2 separate regions of the Sus scrofa genome follow, and region 1 is linked to region 2. A link is a contact called in public Hi-C data. All regions are on one chromosome and are shown on one strand. The core of a region is the stretch at or near the end of the contact, and the rest is flanking DNA. Distances in the headings are between cores, read along the strand shown. Region 1 holds the start of AKIRIN2 (akirin 2). Region 2 holds the start of ZNF292 (zinc finger protein 292).

Region 1 (6,321 bases), core at 2,529-5,028, 450 kb after region 2:
GGCTCTCATTTTTCTACTTTCAAAACAAAATAGCTCAATAATGAATACAACTGCATTCTCTTTTAATGGCTATAAACTTATATGATTCTTAAATGCATAATTCATAAAACTATGAAATAACTACTGCTACATATGCACTCCTAAATAAAATATCAGGTTTAAAATCCAAAGTACAAAGACCATTAAAAACAGTTTATTTGCCAAGCCTACTGAGAAACTACAACAGCTGTCTAAATAACCACAAAATATTAAAAACACTTCTGGCTCAATATAAATGACATCTGAAATGAAATGTTGCCTCCTCCAACAGACATCTCATTTGTTTGCCTAGAACCATTTATACTTCATTTAAGCCAGCTGGTGTCTCCATTTGCAGGCATGCATCAATGTCTACAGAACAATCTAAGTTCCTGTAAACCCTTCCCCATTCACAAGCGGCAATTTCCATTCTTAATGGCAAGTTTCCAGCAAATACAATGAGTTTTTACAAAGGAATTTAACTCTTTTAACTCAATTCTTAGGGCAGACTAGAGCAACAGCAACAAGTCAAAAGATGTGTATATAAGTGCCTAACAAATTCACAAGCAGGTTGTGTCCATGCAAGGATCTCTTCAAACAACCATTCATTCATTCACTACACAATTATGAAAAACAATTGTGTTGGACTTGACTGAGTCTTTTGACTAACTGATGAAGCCAGTAGAGGTATTCATTTTCCCAACCACAGCCAATGGTTTTTCTCCCCCCACACCTCCAGTTATTATTCACTTTCCTTTTCCACATCCAGGGGTTATAACAAACCTCTGGGGTGCTGACACCCTAGACCAGGGGTGGGCAAACTTTCTGAAAAGGACCAAACAGTAAATATTTGAGCTTTGGGAAAACACAGTCTCTGTCACAATTAATCAACTACTGTTGTAATCTGAAAGGGACAGGGACAATACTTTAAAAACAAAAAAACTGAGCATGACTGTGTTCCAGTAAAACTTTACTTGCTAATTCTTTCCTTTTGCCTGGTATTAAGATGCAATAATTTGAAAAATATTCGTTTAAATAGTAGTCATCAAGTCAAACTTTCTGCAATGACTTAAAAGACCCCCCCCCAAAAAAAACCCCTAGGGTTTAAAACACCTGTCCAACCAAGTTCCTGAAAATACTAGTAAAGCTGCAATATGACTTCAGCTACACATCTGAAGACACTATATATCCAGAGAAAAACAATGATAAAATGATAAATTACACATACTTTGAAAGAAAATTCACTTCAGTAGTCTAGTTCTAAATTGTTTAAATATTTGAACTCACAGAAATGAAAACAAAGAGCTTTCACAGAATCCCAGTCAATCCCAATCCCAGCTACCTATTTCTGCTGAAGATACTTGGGTAGTCACTACTGTAAAGTTTAAGAATTACCACTTTTAAAACCGGAATCTAAAAATTAAGATACCTGGTAAAATTATTTCCAAGTTTCATGACATGAAAACTGGAAAGCTCTTTGACACCTGCACAACACTGCAGCTCCCATTATGACACCGTTATTACAAAAACCATACAAGAGCAAGCCTCAAACTGGCCACATAAACACAAGGCTAAATTAACACATACAATGTCATTCAAAATTAGTTTAAAAAGCAAATCCGCAACCTTAGCAATTTTAACCGCTTTTCTCAACTTTTCATGTTAATGTTCAAATCAGTTGAAATAACTAAAAATTTTTTTTCTTAGTCTCAAAAAAATCAATCAGGATGTGATTTGAGAGTTCAGGATACGACCAAACTTCGAGTAGATGTCAAAAAACTTCTTTTTTGAAGAACAGAAGACATAACAATATTTTGGAAAATGTGAATCTGAATCAGCAAGCTTAAACAATTCCAGTAATTCCAGTTACTTTACTATTTATATTTAGTCCACTTAATGTACGATACTGCAGAGCCAAGTGTATCAGCCAACACTACAAATCTATCAGTGAAGACAAATTTGCAAAGGCTCACAAAATTGTGAATTAATTCCCTTTAAAGTGAAGACCAATATTGCCCCTAGCTGACTTACCTTATATGCACAAGACTATTTTAGCACTGAGATATACTTTTAACTCTCAAACCTAACACTATATTAATTGACTCCCCTCAAATGAAATTCACTGCTGGTTAGCTAGAGCTATTTTTAAGTGGCCTTTTAGTTAAGATTCCACCGTATCATTTCAATTTTCAATGATACCATTTCACTAAAAAGACAAACTCTAAAAATAACGTTAATCATCAGGAGCTCATTCTTGACACTGTTTCAATAGTTTAAAAAAAAAAAAAATACCCTAGGCATTTGAGGAAGGATATTTTAAAATCTGACCTGAAAAAACAAAACTAAGTCAATTCCAAATGGAAGTTACCAAACAGAGGTAAATACTGAAGATTTTTTTAAGCCAACCAAAAAGAAACAAGTAAATCAAGCTATGAAAAGGCTTTGTCTACAGATCATATTATTACCAAAGGCTCACACATGAAACCTTTGCGTGCTACACACAAAGGAAACATTTACACTACCAGTCCACAAAAGCTATCCTATCCCTTGTGTGCCAGGGGCGCATGAGGATTTTCAAAGTACAGAAAAAACTGGACATACACATGCAGTACAAAGCAGCCAAGAGGTATTTCCCCGTGGTCACTTTCAGGAAATGCTTCAAGATGAAAAGCAAAAATAGTCTTAAGTCCCTCGGAATCTTGAGTTTATTTCTTTACTAGTCTCAAGGCCTAGGTTTTTTTCTTCCAACTACTCTTCTGGGCAGAAATAAAGCACTTCCAACTAAAAGCACCTACTCAACCCCGATTTTCAATACAATTTGCTTTTCATTAAAAGTTCAAGTTTCTCAAGGTCTAGACGTATAGTTTGATCATATTACAGTACTCGGGAAGAGCATTTTCTTTGTTGTTGACCCTGCTAGGGAAACAGGTCTTGACTCAGCCAAAGTGGCGTTCTTGTGGGTGATTAATGACAGGCCTAGATCTCGCCCCAGTGACATTCCTCCCCACCCCCCACCCCCTCGGTACTAAAATCAGCCATGTCTGAACCGGAGGAGGGGCTGCTGCCTCTCCTCAAACCACCCAGTCCCAGAGTTAATAGGTGCAACCAATCGATTCAGGAAGACAGCCATTGAGATTGGGGCGAAATGTGTGACCCTTCTCCTGCCTGTATTTCCGTGTAGCACCCTCTCTGATCATTTCCGCTGGGGCTCTCCAGACTACGGAAACGTTCGATTCCAGTCATTCAGACCCAAGAAAAAGATCTTCCTCTTCCCCACAATACCCGACAAGGAATGGCCCCTACCCACCCCCACCCTGACCTCCCCCCCTTGACATCAGGCCGTTTCTATTGTGTCTCTAAGACCGGAGGAGATTAAAAGAAACGTGGTCGCCCGAGGACTCTGCTAAGAACGGGGAGCAGTCCAGCACCCCCAGCCTCGTGGCCGCATCCCGCGCCCCAGGACCCTGTCCTCTCTTCTCCCCCGCACCCCACCCCCCGAACCGGCGGCCGCAGAGCCGAGTCCCACCTGTGGTGAGGCGGGAGGAGACGTCGCCGAAGGGAGACGGCTCCATTCGGAGATACTTCTGCGGCGAGGCGGCGGCGGCCGAAAAGGAGGCGGCTGTGGCCGCGGCCGCCGACGACGGGGAGGCGGCAGCCGAGGTGGGCGCCGACAATGGCGCACATCGCCTCCGCTTTGGGGACGCTGGGCTCAGCAGCGGGTCGAAATCCAGAGTCCTTTTCAGAGTAGCTCCGCACGCCATGGCCGGGCCGCCGGGGAGCCGGGCTTGGGTGGGGTAGAGGAGGGGTACGGGAGGGGAGGGCAAGGGAAGGGGGGAGAGCGAGGCCCCGAAGAGCCTAACCGACCGGCTCTAGAGCGGAGAGGCGGATGGCGGAGCGCCGACGAGGGGAGCAGAGCCGCCGCCGCCGCCGCCTCAGCGGCAGGGGCAGTGGCCCAGGCCGGCCGGGGCGAGAACGGGAGGGGCGGTGGCAGCAGCTCACGCCGGCCGCGTCAGGGGGGCTCTTCCGCCTCCTCAGGCGCGGCTCCCCCGGGAGAGGCTCCAGCCGCCCCCGCCGTCCGTTCGGGCTTTGCGCCGCGCCCGAGGCGCTCCTGCGCTGAGACCGGTTCCTTCAGAAGTCGATACCAGCCCCGTGAGGTGTGAGGCTGGGACACGGCTCCTAAGACCCCCGCCCCCCGTCGAGACAGGGTCAGAAGCTAGAGAGCGGCGGTCGATGCGGCAGGATTGTGAGGTGGCGGCGGCGGCAGGAGCTCAGGCGAACACGTCCAGCCGCTAACCCCTCCACTGTACGACTCTTCCACCCGCCGCCGGCCCCAATATGGCGTCAATAACAACGCCGCCGATTCAAATCCTGCGGCCTCAAGGCGCGTGCGCATAGAGGGTGGGCGACCCAAATGTGCATTCTGGGATTTGTAGTTTTTCACTCTACGGAAGAATCGGCGTGAGAAGCGGTTAGGGAGGAGTCACGGAAACTACGACTCCCGTCATTCAAGGCGCACGATTCCGAGTTCCGGATCGGAATTTAAATCCCCCTACACAGCTTGAATGTAAAAGGAACTGAGCGAAAGAGAAAAAAAGAAAAGGCTCAGAGAGAGTGGGAAAAAAGGAAAGCCAACCAGTGGGGAAAGCAGGCTTTAAAAACAACAACAACAACAGCAACAACAAAACCACCTTTAAATTTCAGGACATAGTTGTCCTGGTACCGCTCCTACAGTGATTGAACAACCGAGAAAGAGAAAGCTAATCCCACCTAACAACTCAAGACAGATTAGTTTTGATAATAAGAGTGGCCAAGACACAACCTGTCACATGGAGGGGCTAGGAAATAATAAGATTATGGAACCTATTTAGGACTGCAAGAGAACAACAGTAATAGTATCAGGTTACGGGAACCTTGATTGTACTCGATGCTTTGCCCTTCCCAGGTAGCTGCTTGCATCCACTTATTAAATTCCGCTTTACCCTTTAAATGAAAAGGGTTTGAACGACACGCAGATGTAAATTGTTTTGCCTTGGATAAAAAGCTAGTGACATCAGAAATTGTACTGTCTCTGTTGAATACTGGTGTATATCTTAACGAATGGTAAAAATTAAAAGACAATGAAATGTCTAGGGAGTAGACCCATTTGGGACCCATTTTGTAAGAAGAAAAAAAAAATTTCCTAGAAGTTATATTTCTAATCAGGTACCTAAAATAGAAATCAAATAAAGCATTAATTATAAAATGATTTATGTGAAAAACTGTCATCAGTCCTTTGCCTATGGAAGCTATCACCAATCCAATACAAAACTAGTTATCTACGTGAATGCTATATTATCAAATGATCATAAGTATCAAATACTGGCTTTCAATGCTTTTTTATCCTGTCATTTATTCAGATAAAGATATTTTGTATAATTTTGTCTATTATTCTTTGTACTACTTTTGGACTGTAGTTTAATATATTTATTCTTCTTTTATAGAACTGCTCAACTCCTCAGATCAGCAGTGCCGATCACACTGTCAACAACTGTGATGATTTTAACATATACTATTTCGAAAATATCTTTGGCAAAAGATCAGCATTTAATGAAACAGCAGCTTAACAGTGATACCTAATAGGTAAATTTGTACTAAATTCTAAACACTCCATGAAATCTATGATATTGTGAAAATAACAGACGATACCTATTTTATGTAAGTAAGTATGAAAAGATAGGTTAACCCATGGAAAATAAGAAACAAAGCATTTATGTTCCTGGTAAGTATATTTTGAAATTAAGATTTAACCTTAAATTATGGAAGTTACATTGGAAAAGGAATGTTATAAGTTGAATGGTATCCTCAAAATTTGTATGTTGAAGTCCTAATCCCACGTATCTTAGAATGTGACCATATTTGGAAATAGAGATATTTCAGATGTAATTAGTTAAGAAGAAGTCCTCTTGGAGTAGGGTGACCCCCTAATCCAAAATGACCAGTATCCTCATAAAAAGGGGAAATTTGAACACAGAAGGGCAGAACACCATGTGGACATGAAGGCAGAAATCTAGGCGATGCATCAGCAAGCCAAAGAAAGACAGACTGCCAGTGAACCTGCAGAAGCCAGAGGAGAGGCATGGAACAGAGCCCTCTTCACAGTCCACAGAAGGAACCAACACTGCTGATGTCTTGATCTCAGACATTCTAGTCTCCAGACTATGAGACAATACATTTCTCTTGGTTAAGCCACCCAGTTTGTAGCACTCTGCTACAGCAGCCCTAGGAAACTAATAAAGGGGGTGGTGGTTATTATAGTTACACTGA
Region 2 (6,464 bases), core at 3,653-6,152:
GTGGTGATATGCACACAAGTGCTTATACATGCAGAAGAAAATTCTTAAGAATAAATAAACTTGGAGTTCCCCTGTGGTGCAGTGGGTTAAGGATCTGGCATTGTTGCTGCAGTGGCTTGGGTTGCTGTTGTGTCCAGGATTTGATTCTTGGCCCAGGAACTTCTACATGCCACAGGCAAAGACAAAAAAAAAAAATAATAATAATAAACTGCCACTGAGTCAAGTGATAGGGTAGAACTTGATCTTTGAAGTGAGGAATGGAGGAAGATTTTATTTTTATTTTATGTTTTCCTTCACAGCTTGAAAAGTTTACCCAAACATAAATTATGCTTATAATTTTAAAATTAATGGCATATAGGGAGTTCCCACTGTGCTCAGTGAGTAAAGGATCTGGTGCTGCTGCAAGCTGCAGTTCAGGTTGCAGATGCGACTGGGATCCAGTGTTGCCATGGATGTGGTGTAGGCTAGCAGCTGCAGCTGGGATTCAACCCCTAGCCTGGGAACTTCCATATGCTTCAAGTATGACTGAAAAAAAAAATATATGGCACCTAATTAGCAATTTGGGAAGACTCAGAACTGTGGATATTTGGAATTCACAAATCAAATTTTATATTCTATTTCTTCCCTCTCCACTTACCCTTTTACATATAAAATTGCATTTTATTAAGACTGATAAATACAGGGAAATTTTTGACCTGTCCTCTCTTATTTTTTCACATGCCTTCTGATAGTGTTGTTAGGAAGTAATCATGTTCACAGAGATCCTGTTGGGGCTCAGCAGCCAGTGTCCAAGAGGATACAGGTTCAATCCCTGGCCTCACTCAGTGGGTAAAGGATCTGGCGTTGCTGCAAGCTGCCAGTGTAGGTCACAGATACAGTTTGGATCTGGTGTTGCTGTGGCTGTGGTGTAGGCCTGCAGCTGTAGCTCCGATTTGACCCCTAGCCTAGGAGCTTCCTTATGCTGCTGGTGCGGCTAAGAAAGAGAGAGAAGTAATCATGTTCTTCTCAACAAGTGGTCTTGGTAAAAAGTGCATGAGAAGGAGGTTAAAAAAATCCGTGCTTATTAAGAAATACCTATGTGTGGCTTAGGAGTCAAGTGATTCACAAAACACTTTGGATAATTAGGATGATTAGAACAAAAAAAATTTTTTTTTTTTTTTTTTTTTTTTTTTGCTTATTTAGGGCCACACCCTTGGCATATGTAAGTTCCCAGGCTAGGAGTCGAATCAGAGCTACAGCTGTCAGCCTACACCACAGCCACAGCAACACAGAATCAGACCCACATCTGAGACCTATACCACAGCTCACAGCAATGCCAGATCCCTGACCCACCTAGCAAAGCCAGGAATCAAACCTGCAACGTCATGGATACTAAATCAGATTCGTTTCTGCTGAGCCACAGTGATTAGAGAATATCATGAAGAATTGGTTATAATTTTTCTTTTCAAAAATTGGTTTGTGCCCACTGATAGGTGGAGCAGGAATGAGGTTTTTTGTTTTTGTTTTTGTTTTTGTTTTTACAAAATCAGTATGGGGCCATGAGTTGGAAGGAAGGTTAGGAAGGCAGAAATTAGACAACTACAGATCTAGAACAGAACAGTATAATCTGTAGGATCCTGAAGTGATGGTTAGAAACACAGGTTTTAGAGTTTCCTGGTGGCCTAGAAGTTAAAAACTTGACATGGTGGCTCAGGTTACTGTTGTGGCTCTGGTTTGATCCCTGGCTCAGAAACTTCTGCATGTCATGGGTGTGGTCAAAAAAGTAGGTTTCTAGGGACCAATTCTAGTGTACTTAATCAGAATTTCTAGAGGTGTGGCCTGAGAATCTGCATTTAAGTCAAATTATCCAAGCTATCTTTGGCACACTAAAGTTTTAGAGGTTCTGCCATAAGATAACTCAGATTCTGAGGATTAGGCCCTACCTGGAGTCAGAGGTAATCTCCTTACATTTATTTTCTTCTTAGATTTCCAGGAAGATAGTAAGGTTCCATATTAAGTGGTATAGCAGATGTTAGTGGGTAAACTCAAGGAGAAGAAATTGAGAAAAGATTCGGTTATGTTAAGAAAACAATTGGATTGGAAATTTAGATTCACTTGAGAAGATGGTAAAAAAAATCAATACTGTGACAAAATGTAAGAGCAAAGATAAAATTAAATTAGATCTAAAGCACAGATTAAGTTTGTGAAAGAGAAAGCTAGGGCAGACATTTTTGTAGTTCATCTGATACAGGGTAATGACTGAGCATATATCTTGTCTTTTGATTCTGTTTGCTCTAACTTTTGATTGTAGATGATTCTGTTGATAAAATATAGATTCCCCTGAATGTTTGAAAGACAGCTGGAAATAAGCTTGCAAAGTTTTTTTTTTTTTTTTTAATTTTTTAAAGTTAAACTCCTTCTGCACACAGATGTTCCCAGGCTAGGGGTCAAATCAGTCACAGACATAGCAATGCCAGATCTGAGCCACATCTGCTACCCATACCACAACTTGTGGCAGTGCTGGATCCTTAAAGCCACTGACTGAGGCCAGGGATTGAACCTGCTTCCTCACAGACGTTATGTTGGGTTTTTAACATGCTGAGCCACGATGAGGACTCCAAGCTTCTAAAGTTTAGAGAACACTATTGATGTCCCTGTAGATTCTAGGATATTTTAGATAATAATGAGAATAAGGGCAAATTCATATCTATGACTGCCAAAAATGAACTGAATTGAATTTAGTTCAGTGCACATTTACTGACTACATATTTTTACTGAAATGTGAAGGGATATCAGAGAAGGAGCCTAAATATGACATAGTCTCTACCCTCAAAGGACTTACAGGCTCATGAGCCAGGCTCATCTATAGACTGACTGTAATAAAAGACAAGATTTGATTTGACAGATTTCAAAATAAAATGCAGTAAGTAGTAGACTAAAGCTACAGAGGTTGTAAAGGATGGTTATTTCCAAACGGGAAATGGGAAGGGGCCAAGGGAAAGTAGGACACATGAGACAAATCTACTCTGGTAACCGATTTTGTAGCCAGACTTCACCACCAAGACAAAGGAAGACTCACAATGGAGCCCTGCTTGGAGAGGAAATAAAGAGGGTGAGGATGTGGGGAGAGGAATAGTAAGCAAACATTTTTGTAAAGGTGCAATAGAGGGTAACTGCTTGGTGGGACTGATCCAGATCAGGTCCAGTGTAAGAATAGAACACTAAATTCCTGAATTGATACTAATTGAATTACTGTTGTTATACTGAAGAATACGTCTGTAAGAAGCACAGAAATCAGGGAGTTCCTTGGTGCCTCATCAGGTTAAGGATCTGGCATTTGTGAATGCTGCTGTGGCAAGGCTTGGGTCATTGCTGTGGCACAAGTTTGATCCCTGGCTGGTGAACTTCTGCATGACCTGGGTGCAGTAAAAAACAAACAAACAAACAAACAAAATTCACAGAAATAAGCAAAGTTCTTAAGATGAGGTCTTAAAATGGGAAAACAGTTTTCCAAGTTCATCATAATTTGACAGTCCTATTTTTAAAAATTTGGATACCACAAAAGTGATATTCTCTGATGGATTCCCAATGAGGTAAATGGGATACAGTGATTGATTAAAGTTTAGAAATAAAAGGAAAAGACACTTTCTATGTTTCTCTTTGCTTTTTGGGAGAAATAGTGTGAATGAATTCAAGGATTCTTTACAGAGACAGTGTACACCACATGCATGCTTCCAAGATTTTATTTTGCTTTATTTCGCGATTATTTTCAACTTGGATAATTTACATTTGTATGATGGAGGCTCTATTAAAAGCATTTTCCTTAGAATGCTATTACTCTAATTTGCACTTGGCTTTTCCTCATGGAAAGTAAAACAATCCAAATAGGCAATACAAATATCCTGCTTCATTTAATTACCTGTTCATTTAAATACATATGCTGTCTACATTCTGGGAAGAATTCAAGGACCAGAATCAATCCTTTTAAATGCAGGCCCAGGGTTTTCGGTGCCTTTGGAATCATTTCAATGTGTGGCACAGCACCTGTCTCATGTTTTCAACATTGATTGGACTCTCTTCGCCATTCATCTCATGAAAAATGTTTTCCTCGGGAAAGTGTGGTGTGTTTTTAGCCGATTCCAACCATGCTCCCGCTTTGTGTCTGCGACACGGGAGTGGTTCCCAGACTCTAGGGGGACTTTCTGCTGGACCCATCCCCAGACAGACTCTGGGTCTCACCTCTGAGATTCAGGAGGCGGCCTGTCTGGGGCCTGGCGGCTCAACCCCTTGAAAGAGAGGAGGTAGAATCTGCCAAAGACCCAGCAGCTGTGCCCGCGCCGCGGCCTCCGAAGGACAAACTAGCATCCCCGCCTTGTCGGTTTCCGGAGCCCCAGTAACCCCGCTGCGCAGTGGAGAGGCTCCAGCATCCCTCGGCCTGGAGGCCCCGGGCGGCCACAGCTTCCGAGCCAGGAGTCACAGTCGCTCTGAGGCCTCGATCCACAGCGCTGGGTGGAAGAGCCGCGGCGGCAGATGCCGGGGATGCGGTTGCGGAGCTCCGGCTCCAGGATGGAGGACAGGCGCACTCGCGCGGCTGCCAGGCGAGCGAGCGCCCGGGCCGCGCCGGGGAGCCCAGTCCCGCCTCGGCCGAGTGGGGATCTGAAGACAGGGTTAGCCGAGCAGATCGCACGCAGCCAGCCTCTGCCCGGCTCCAGTCCCGCGCACCTTCCTGGTCGCCAGGGCCCCGGGAAAGAGCCAGGGAAAGAGACAGAGCTGCGGGAGGGCGGCGCTCTCTCCGCCCTTGAGGCCCGCGCTGTCTCCCCGCGTGCTGGGGTTTGCTCTGCGCCCAGGGTCGGGAGGACCTGCCCCACCTCGGCCCTGAGCCACCCGCCGGGCCCGCTTTATCCCTGGCACAATCCTCTGGCTGTTAGTAGGCACTACCCTGTTCCCTTCCTGCCCCCCAGGCCCTGTTATTTCAAGAATTTAAAAGGGGGCGGGGGGGGGGGAAATGTGCACGGGAGAGGTGAAGGCCTGGGGAGCTCGTGAAGCAGACTGGCAGGCGCGGCCTGGATGTAGACATCTGTTCTCTAAGGGTCTCCCCAGCTTTATTGATCGCAGGGATGGGGTAGGGAGGGATTTCTGATTCCCGGATTTACTCTGAAATCGAGTCGCTTGGAAGTGAAGGTCCATATGATTATACCAAGTCCGTAACAGTCGCGCTGTGTCCAAAATGGGCATGGAGGCTCATCGCGCCCTCAGGGCCTTGAGGCTTATGCATATTTTCTGGATGGAACTGGGCCTCCGAATTCCCCCAGGAACGTCTCAGTAAGTAGGGGTGTGTGTGCGTTTGTGTGCAATGATTCCCATGAACTGACAGTGTGATATTTAAAGAACAAACGGACTTCAGTAAAAGAAGTCTTCTGTACTGGATACACCTTTTTAACGGATGAAAATGAAATTTCTGAGATCTCCAGGATAAGGTCGACTTGTCAAGGGATAGTATTTCCAGTCCTCATTTAATTAAAAATCGTGAACTTCTGTAGAGATTCCGTGGACATTCCAGTTAGTGCCTTAGATGACTTTGGTGTTCTGAATTGAATGTACATGCATTATCATAAAAGAACACTTGTTCATTGCAGGTTTCTCTTCCACAAAACTGTAAGCTTCCTGAAGGCAGGGACAGTTTTCATCCACCTTTGATTTTTTCCAGTTTAAGTAGTGCTTCCGCATAAGTACTCAATAAATGATTAATAATTACCCCCAATCACTCCTAGTCCTTAGTTTCCAGTAAGCTCTAAAACAGAGGAATGGAGGAAGGGGTGAGGATAAAAGATGCAAAATAAAAGTGGATGATTTGATCATCCAACTGAAGAACATTTGCAAGGAAGTAATAATGCTTAAAATCAATTTGCTAGTCAAATCTTTTTTGATTTTAGGGCTGTCATGGACAGAAAGTGGAAGTGACCAATATTCTCAGGGTTTTTTTTAAAAAAATTAAGTAGATAAATTTCTCTTTGGATATACCTTTCTCTCCTACCCCCTTTTTCTTTCTATAGATTAGGTGTGGTATAAGCTTGAGGTGAAAACATTTTTTTTTTTTTTTGAAAATGTGCCTTGTTAGCTTTGATAACCTTGGATTTGATGTCCTTGGATACACTGGTATATGTGGCTAATCTCATATATCTCACTTCTTATGTTTTCACTGGCATCCTAAGATAACACAAACTGGAGAAACCTGGTTTGGATATCCAATATACTTCACTTGGGAAAATGAGCTACAAATGTGAAAATCCATTAGCTGCTTTAATTGTTGCTTTTTCAGCTCTCAGTGACACTTTTATACCTTTGTTCCTTAGCCTTTGAATGTTCTCCCTAGTTTCTTCCATAAGAATTTAAGAACCTGTATAGTTAATATGTCTATCAGCACATATATGCTGTACTATTATTTTAGCTGATCCTGTTTTCATAAGGGGTTCATTTGTGGTCAC

Evidence for each region. Hi-C and Micro-C count contacts between places; a contact is called where the count stands out from the background.
Region 1: a contact with region 2 is called in a Hi-C map of skeletal muscle, with 5 times the contacts expected there. The contact joins the promoter of AKIRIN2 here to the promoter of ZNF292 in region 2. A contact is called at or near these places in 1 of 47 Hi-C or Micro-C datasets (skeletal muscle) and 1 of 2 datasets of contacts at active chromatin or transcription factors (skeletal muscle).

Annotation. Positions count from the first base shown.
Region 1 is chr1:56,065,804-56,072,124 of Sscrofa11.1, forward strand. It overlaps AKIRIN2 (akirin 2), which reads right to left and starts at 3,779. Exons shown (of 5, transcript NM_001278752.1): 1 at 3,545-3,779. The coding sequence starts at 3,779.
Region 2 is chr1:55,610,348-55,616,811 of Sscrofa11.1, forward strand. ZNF292 (zinc finger protein 292) reads left to right here and starts at 4,903. Exons shown (of 9, transcript XM_003121280.5): 1 at 4,903-6,464.